Regions from separate parts of the Mus musculus genome. Here region 1 is linked to region 2. The links are chromatin contacts, called in public HiChIP or PLAC-seq maps. All regions are on one chromosome and are shown on one strand. The core of a region is the stretch at or near the end of the contact, and the rest is flanking DNA. Distances in the headings are between cores, read along the strand shown.

What was found. HiChIP or PLAC-seq counts read pairs in DNA pulled down with a chosen protein or histone mark.
Region 1: a contact with region 2 is called in an H3K27ac HiChIP or PLAC-seq map of neural progenitor cells, with 6 times the contacts expected there. The contact joins the promoter of Nkx6-2 here to the enhancer-like site in region 2. A contact is called at or near these places in 5 of 484 Hi-C or Micro-C datasets (brain, cerebral cortex, cortical glia and 2 more) and 3 of 115 datasets of contacts at active chromatin or transcription factors (cardiomyocytes, embryonic stem cells and neural progenitor cells).

The regions. Positions count from the first base shown.
Region 1 is chr7:139,580,726-139,584,981 of GRCm38.p6, forward strand. Nkx6-2 (NK6 homeobox 2) reads right to left here and starts at 2,072. Exons shown (of 3, transcript NM_183248.3): 1 at 1,409-2,072; 2 at 1,156-1,328; 3 at 495-963. The coding sequence starts at 1,814. The coding sequence ends at 709. Gm33031 (a long non-coding RNA gene) reads left to right here and starts at 2,071. Exons shown (of 7, transcript XR_003946896.1): 1 at 2,071-4,256.
Region 2 is chr7:139,543,800-139,547,876 of GRCm38.p6, forward strand. The region is part of intron 9 of Inpp5a (inositol polyphosphate-5-phosphatase A); the gene reads left to right. It also overlaps the pseudogene Gm33697. Among named protein-coding and RNA genes, the nearest start is that of Gm33031, 37 kb to the right of the region's middle. Within about 2 kb of position 1,667, at least 58 of the 459 cell types and tissues checked have an H3K27ac peak or open chromatin away from gene starts, as enhancers often do. A contact at or near this core is called in brain, cerebral cortex, cortical glia and 2 more, where this site is marked.

The DNA of each region.
Region 1 (4,256 bases), core at 822-3,321, 37 kb after region 2:
CATTAAAAAGAAAAACAGTGTAGTGTGAGGTGCTAGCTGCTTTTAATGAGACAAGCCTTGCAGAACTTTGGGTCTCCCTTCGAATGTGTTAAAAACGAAACAAAACAACAACGATCTACACAGAAAATAGAAATCATACCTGCTTTGGGGTCTCTTCCGCTGAGTTCCCTGCTGGCCCAGCTCCTCCAAGCACTGCGCAGCGGTGTCCTTCCCTTCCCCGGCGGCTGAAGCTGCCTTCCCACGACCCGGGGCATGCTCAGTCTCACAACCTCTGCGCTCCTGCAAGCTGCCATCACCGTGCGCTCTGGGACCATCACCAGGCACTCAACCTCTGAACCAAAGGCGCACACGGGCCCCAGGTCGTCATCAAGCACTGTCGCGCCCCCCTGCGCCAGTCTCTGGCGCCCACAGAGAGAACAGGCTAGGTGGGTCTGCAGGGTCCTGCCCGCCCGCTGGTGCCAGCTCCGTATGGAAGAAACACGATGTGCAGCCTTGGGAGCCACGGCTCCGACGAGGACGTGTTAAATAATTTATTGATTATACAAAGTGATCGGCCCAAACCCCGTACTCCGCCATCACGCCAAGGCCGCGCCAACGTCCGCTTTATAACTTATTCTGTAAAAATATATATACACACTGCGGCTGGGCGGCTGGCGTCGGGGCATGCCGCGAGTCCCGGTTCTCGGGTTCTCCGGCCTGGCCGCGTCCTCACAAGGCGTCCCCCGCGCTGCCACCACACGGGCTAACGAGCGCCAAGTTCGAGGGTTTGTGCTTTTTGAGAAGCCGCGTGATCTTCTCGTCATCGGAGTTGGGGTCCAGGGGCCGGTTGTATTCGTCATCGTCCTCCGCGTCTGAGCCACCCACCTTCAGCTTCTCGGCATCCGAGTCTTGCTTCTTTTTAGCCGACGCCATCTCTGCCGCGTGCCGCTTGCGCCACTTGGTCCGCCGATTCTGGAACCACACCTGGGGGTTTGGGGGAGGGATCATCAGACGGGCACCGAGGCTCGCCTCACCCGACCAGCACTCCGGACCCGCCTGGCGCCAGCGCTTTCCGCGGTCCGGCCGCAGCCGAACCGCCGCTCGCCGGCCGTTCGCAGGACGCGGACTCCGGGCCCCGCCTCAATACTGCTGGACCCCGGCCCATTTCGAGCTCACCTTCACTTGGCTCTCGGTCATGCCCAGAGAGTAGGCAAGCCGCGCGCGCTCTGGGCCTGCCAAATACTTGGTCTGCTCGAAAGTCTTCTCCAGCGCGAAGATCTGCTGGCCGGAGAAAGTCGGCCGCGAGTGTTTCTTCTTGCCATCCTTATCCAGGACCCCGCCGGCTTGGGCTGCGAAGAAGAGCCAGTGAGCGCAGTCCGAGGCCCGCGCCCAGCCCCTCTCCTTACCGAATCCCGCGCGGGCCACTTACCGGAGCCGGCCAGTCGCGGGTCCCTCCAGGGAGAGCCCTGCACCACCCCAGGCCAGAAGATGGGCGGGCGCCCAGGCAGTTCCGCCAGCGGCTTGGGGTAGCCCCGAGCCACGGCGGCTGCGGGCCCGAAGTAGACACCTGCAGACGAGGCGAGCCCGTTGAGACGGGGCAGACTTCCTAGGAGGCCGCCACCCGCTGCGCCCACCGGCCGTCCCAGGATGTCGCTGATGCCGTGCGGAGTGCCTAGAGGCAACTGCGCGCCAAGGCTGCCTAGGGCGGGTGTCTTGAAGCCCGCCGGGCCCTGCAGCGCGTAGGGGAACAGCGACGTCTTCATCTCAGCCATGTTGTGCAGCGCGGCTAAAGGCGCGCTGCTCAGCACAAACGCACCCGGGCGGTTAGCGTCCATGGGCGCCGCCGCCTCCGACCCGGGCGCCCATCCGGGCCCCGCTGCCACCGCCCGCACCCGCCGGCTCGGGAAGTTTGCGCGCGGCGCCGAAGAGCGCCGGCTACGCTGGGACGGGTGGACCGCGTTTCAAACGAACGCCGACGGCCCCTACGGGAAAGCGAGAGGACCGACGGCTGTTGCGCTGAATGGGCGGCGGTCAGAGAGAAGGCAGGGATACTAAGGGCGGCGGGAGCGGCAGTGGCGGCTCCGGGGCAGGTCGGAGCGGCGCCGCGCGGGATGGACGCACTGATAACCGCGGGGCCTGGGCGCGGCGCGCGCGCTGATTGGCTGAAGGCACTGGCGACCAGGCCATTGGCCAGCGTCCGGCCCGTCTGCGCGCGCCCCCGCCGGCCATGCACTCCATGAAGGGCCCATTAGCGAGGCAGGTGCCTCCGGGACTGTAAATTTGCCCCCTGATTTATCTCCCTAGAGATGAAATAAATCCCGTTGGATGGGAGTTTAGTTAGGCAAAGGTTTTAATGGGAAAATCAGGAAAAAATACGAGAACATATTTTATCGACCGAAAGAATGTAGATTTCAAGATCCACTCCGAAAGCTCAAGCTCAGTATGCTTAGTTCAGGGAAGAGCCTGGGACGGCTGGACGCCACAGGTCAGGGCACTCCATCTTGGATCAGGGCCCAAGCCCTGTACTGGGGTTCCTTCTCCTTCCCAGCTCGTGGTGGTGTGGGCTGTTGTGAACTTGTGGGTATAACTTTTCTGGGTGGATTTTGAACGAAAAAGGGTGGACTCTAGGGACCAGATAGATTTGGCTTCCTCAGATCTGCCAAACTCTGCCAACTGAACTCACTGACTTTAGATGGCTCCAGGCAACCGGTGACCTTACTACCACACACACACACACACACACAACCTATGCTGTCCTCCCGTTCTGAAATCCTTGAAGTTGGGTTGGGGTATCTGGGAGAGGCTAGGCCGTCCCCCTTGAACTTTTATGCTTATTAGGCACTCACCTAGGAGGTTACCCGTGTCCAGACTTTGAGGCCCAGGACCAGAATTCTCCTGCTTATTGCTTTCTGGCAAGCTGGACCTCGGGCCAGAATGCAGCGGTTTTGGAATTCAAGAACCAGGACGAAAGGATCACCTTACTCACTGACTTCGGCTGGGTATGCGTTTGCAGTCTAGCGGACAGAGCACTGGCTATAGACCCGGCCTGTAGAGCCCACTAGGCCTTAATTTCTTTTCTAGTACAGGGGCCTCTCACTCCATAAAATTGTTGGGCAGTTAACTGAAGTTGCAGCCACCTAGTGCGGCGGCGCACAGCAGGATCCGAGAAGGTAGCACGCTGGCGCTTATTTCTTTCCTCCTCTTGAGCAGTGCTTACTGTTAACCTCATAATACCTAGTACTGATTGTGATACAACCTGTGGAAATAGAATCTACTGTTTCCGGTCCTGGCGATTTAAGCAGAGGCCCTGTGCAGTTTGTTAATAACGACTTTCCCCTTTTGCCCTGGTCTCCAAGGTTTCTGTCTTACGGGCAAAAGTGATCCTAAAGGCTTCACGTAGGGGCCTAACGTCCACTGCTGCTGGTCCTCTTAGAAGTTCAGTTTCGTTTTTTAACAGTTAGTGTGGGGTCTTTACGCCACGCGTCTCCATCAGGTCAAGGCTTGGAAAGCCACTTTATGGCGGGAACTGGAAATAAGTGCTGTGGTCCCGCTGACTTCTGCAGGACCTGAAAGACCTTGCACGTATGATCCTCACCCATCCTCCCGTACGCAGTGGCCCCTAGCGCCTAGAGGTTTCAGTTACTGGCTTCCTAGTCTGAGTCTACACTCTCAGGATCCATTTGGGCGCGAGCAGCAGCAGCGGGGGCTAGGCTCAGTTCCCTCCAGCACCGAGCACACCGCCCGCTGGAAAGTCTGGGCTTTCTGATGGTACCCTGGGATCTCTGGACTGCTTCCCTCGAGCCCTTAGACCAGCCCCTGGCCTCGCTTTCGCTCCACTTCGATTACGACCGCGTATACTCCGAGGATCTGAGCATCGGGAGTACAGTCCCTGGTAGAGTACGGACTTTTCTGGGCTCGCGGGAGACCATGCTGGAGGCCAGGGGCGCCAGCTCTAGAGAAGAGGGACCCAGAGCTCTGAGCAGCATGGGGGTGGGGCGGGAAAATACGAGGCGGGCAGAGTGGGAAGTCCTGAAACCTCCCACCTCACCGTGCCAAGCCGACCCTGAACAGCTAGGAAGAGCGCCCGTCCTCGGAATCAGCGTTCGGAGAGGCGAACTATGAGACAGGGTAGGTGTGCTCTGGCCTTTCGAAGGCTCACAGAGCCCGGGGCACTGAGACAGAAGGAGTGCTGCAGTTCTGTGCTCGAACTCTGGCTGTTGTCGCAGGCCTGTCCAGACTTCCTTAAATCTGGGCAATCGAAAGATCTTCCGTCGCTG
Region 2 (4,077 bases), core at 417-2,916:
GACGGCAGGTGCATATTCATCATCGATGGAGTTCTGTTCATTCACTGAGGGGCAGACAGGGCCCTGTCCCAAGGTGGCTACCTCTAGACCAAACAGGGAATGGTTTCCACGAGGAGCAGCTCCAACCAGGGCCACTTCTAACTGGCAGACATCTGCTGTGTGCAGGAGGAGAGGGGGCTAGATCAGGTCTACCAGATCTAGAAAAGGCTTGGACCTTGAAGGTCAGGCTGCCATTGGCGAATGCTCCAGTAGGATCATCTACAGGGCGGCCTTGAAAAATGATGCTCAGGGTAGCAATATCCAATGAGTTGGTAATATTGTTCCAGGAGAACTTGGCCAAGGAGTACAGAGGGTATGGCTTTCCTGGAGGCTGTGCCCCCTCAGACACGTTGGTGCTGTCAAACTCAGGCAGCCTGGTGAAGACGAGAGCGGAAGAACACTGGATGCTGCTCTTGGGGAGCACCAGCAGGGTCCCAGCTGGATCAGGAGATAGCAGGAGACGCCAGTGGACACTCAGGACACTGAGTGGTGTTGGTGGCCACCAGCACCACAGCTGGAGGCCCCAGGCTGCTCCACACATAGCACAGGGTGGAGTTGCTGCCCATTGCCCGGATATGAAGCAGGTTCTGTAGATTTGGCCAGCCGGAAATAACCTCCATAGATACCTACCTGGCGAGTGTCTTCTCCCAGCAGGCCAAATCCTCTTAAGAATTTCTGTACCCTTGTTTCTGCCAGGTCACCTCCAAGTGACTTTCATATTTCTGAAGACAGAGTAAAGAATGGGAAGAGTATGAAATCAGAACAGTCACAGACAGACTCAGTCACAGGAGAAAGGTGTGCTGCTCAGAACACAGGATGCCCTGTAGAAAGGTGTCCTCTGGGAAAGCTGTCCCAGGCCTGTGGCTAGCTGGTGCCTGAGACACCTAACACACTGCTATGTCATCCATTGGTGGCTTCCCTCTTAAGTGAAAGTGGAAGTTGATTTTCAGTGTCTGGCAAAGACTAGACTCTTTGCTTTATTTCCTTAGGACACTAGGTTCTCACCCAGAACAGAGCCCCCTCAGTACTCCTGTCATCCTGGACAGGCAAGGAGATCCCAGTGTTTCAGGGAATATGGCCCATTTGATAGCCCTGCCTCTTGGGGTCTCACGCCATCACACTGGCTGGCTAGATTCATCAGAGGTTAATTAAATCCATCTCCAAAACAATGAAAGGCCAATGAGCTAAGCCCAATCTCAGTAAATTAAACACATTAAATGCAGCCATTGTTCATCCTGCAGGGAGAGCGGGCTCAGGCTCTAGGGTGCCTCCGGGAAGAGACCAGCCTCCAGGCTCTGGAAGCTCTTGGAGCACAGTAGAGACCTGCTTGTCACTTGCAGTGAGGGAGGAGTGTGGGGATGGGAAGGGAGGGAGGCCTGTGAAAGGGGCTCTGTGTGCAGGCACTGCCCCAGGAAGAGCAGCTTCTTATGTTTCAAATGCAAATTAATGCAAACATGCTTGCAGAGCAGAACTGAAAAGATGATACTGTGATCAAATTTGGCACCGCTTAAGCCATAATTAAAACATACACAAATTAAACACGATTATCCTGCCGTGTAACAGGACCACGCGCCATTACTCTAATTAATAATGCAGCCTCCAGCACGGTCCTGCTGCTGGGATTGCTTGGAGGGTATGTTTTATGCCTTGCACAGTGGCAACTGGCAGCTGGGTTGTTCAGCTGGCCATGGTGAGGCAAGTGACAGCGGTGCCAGCCGCGCCTGTCTCTGCATGGCCTGGGCTCACCACACCTGCTGTCCATCACCTCCCCACCAGTGGTGATGATAGATGCATTTTTGGAAGCTCGTCGTCTTTTTCAAAATCCTGTTGCCAGTTGTTGACAGCTACATGCTTAGGTGGCAGCTGTGCCTGTTTTCGAGCAGGGTCCAATGAAGGCCTCACAGAAGGACTCCTGGGACACAGGGCAGGGTAGCACCGAGGTGGCCGCAGTGTTTGCTGTGCCAGATATGAAGAACACTTCAAAGGTTCCCCAGTGTGACGAAGACCACTGCAACAGCAAGCTCACTCAGCTTGCTGATACCCAGGCACTACTGGTATCCAGGAGCTCCTATGTCTTACAATGAGAGCCAGGGGGTAATGCGGCACCAGATTACTGCTTTTGATGACTCTACAGGACCTCATCTGAGAGTTCCAGATGCTCTTGTCCTTGCCAGTGGACTGTTTGTGCGTGGGCTCCAGATGAAGTGCTGACTACCTATGTCATTGGTCCTTGTTAGAACACTCTGTGTGCCCTCGTGTGCATAGCCCACAAGTTCTGTGGCCATGTTCTAGACCATACAAAAGGGAAGGGGCTTGGGCCCGAGTGTCCACCAGCATATCAGTGAATAGCAGTGGCTGTGGCAACCATGTCCACCCTGCTGTGTGTGTAGCTAGGTAAACTGGCCAAAATTAAGTCCTGCTCCTCAGCAGTTTCAGTGGTTAGCCTTGCTCTCACCCTTGCAAACCTTGGCAGCACTTTGTGATATGGGGCTTTGCCTGTATTATAGAGAGTGATCCGTGGTCATTTAAAGCTTGGGCTTCGTGTGAAGTGGGCCCTGCTGTGTTAGAGCCCAGTAGAGTTTCCACAGGCTCTTCAGGACCTACTTTACCTGGTCAGCAGCCCTTAGAATTCTATCCTAAGTCAGAGGACAGGCAGATCTGCACCATGGCCCTCACCAGATCCTGTAATACTCGGTACACTCAAGTTAGTCCCCTGCAGTGAGTCATAGTGGCAGCCCTTCTTCCTCTCTAGCTAGGGCTCCCTCGAGCCCAAGTGGGCATTTTGTTCTTCCTTTGCGGGCAGAGGACTGAGCACTCAAGTGACAGAAAGCCTGGGCCTCAAAGAGGGTGCACACAAAGTACCACCCAACTTGAGGGCTTTGAAAAATAATGGCGGCAACAGAACTCCTAATTAACATCGTTAGATGTTTAATGACTTCAGATGGAGACCTCAGGTCGGACCATTCCTGAATAAGGTTGACAACATCAGCTGTACTGCAGCAAATCATAACAAGAATTTAGATTTCATATTCAGAGTATTTACTTCTACAAAGATCAATTTGAATACTTTAATTAGCCAGTGATTCTACTGTTTTACTATCTCAAGATTCTATTAGAGTAGCTAGGTCTTTGACTCACTGATCAAGAAGCTGTTTGGCTGCGTACTCATGACCTGCTGCAGCTCCGAAGACCTGTGGGAACTCTGTGCTCTGCTTTCTCTGCTTTCCAGCTGTGTGAGCTTGGGGCATCTGGAAGGAGTCCTGCTGCAGGTCTAGCCCCAGCCAAGACAGAGTGTAAGCCACAGGGGCTTACACAATCTTGTGAGATACTTCTGGGCTGTGGGTGCTCACACAAATTGTGTGAGTCTCAGCTTGTGCCTATACTCTTATAAAAGTAGGTCCTGTCCTACCTAGGTGGGATGAACAAGTCACTCAGTGCCACTAATAACCTGGACACAAGCACCAGCTGCTGCAAGGCAAGCCGTTTTGGGAGAAGAGATGACAGGCTGTTTGTGATGCTCTGTTTTAGATGAGTAGCTGCCACTGTCCAGCAAGGAGAAGGAGACTGGACAGGCCTCTGTGGGTACTGATAGACAGCTCCCCAAACAGCATCCGTTGCTGATTCTGTAAGGTGAACTTTGCACAGTGGGCCTTTTGCCCAGCCCTGTGACCTACAGTAGGCCTCCTGTGTCAGGTAGAACCCAATCTAAAAAGCTTAGGCAATCTTATAAAATCCTGTCCCTGGTTTTGCTGAGTCAGTCTGAACTGCTGGCCTCACTGAGGGTGGACTGAGCAGCTGCCCACAGTCCTATAGCCACCAGTCCACTCCCTGTGCTTTGCCTCCCCACTCAGTGACGCACACTTGGGCTATTGAGAGCTATGGGACACTCAGGTGTGGGTGCTTTATGTGCTGGGCTTCCCTAGGCACCTGAGAGGCTATAGATGTGGCCTTGGGAGCCTGAGCTGCCACAACTACAGCAGTGACTGCAGTGCTGGTTGCGGATCTGGCCACAGAACAGCTTCCCTATGGGACAAGACA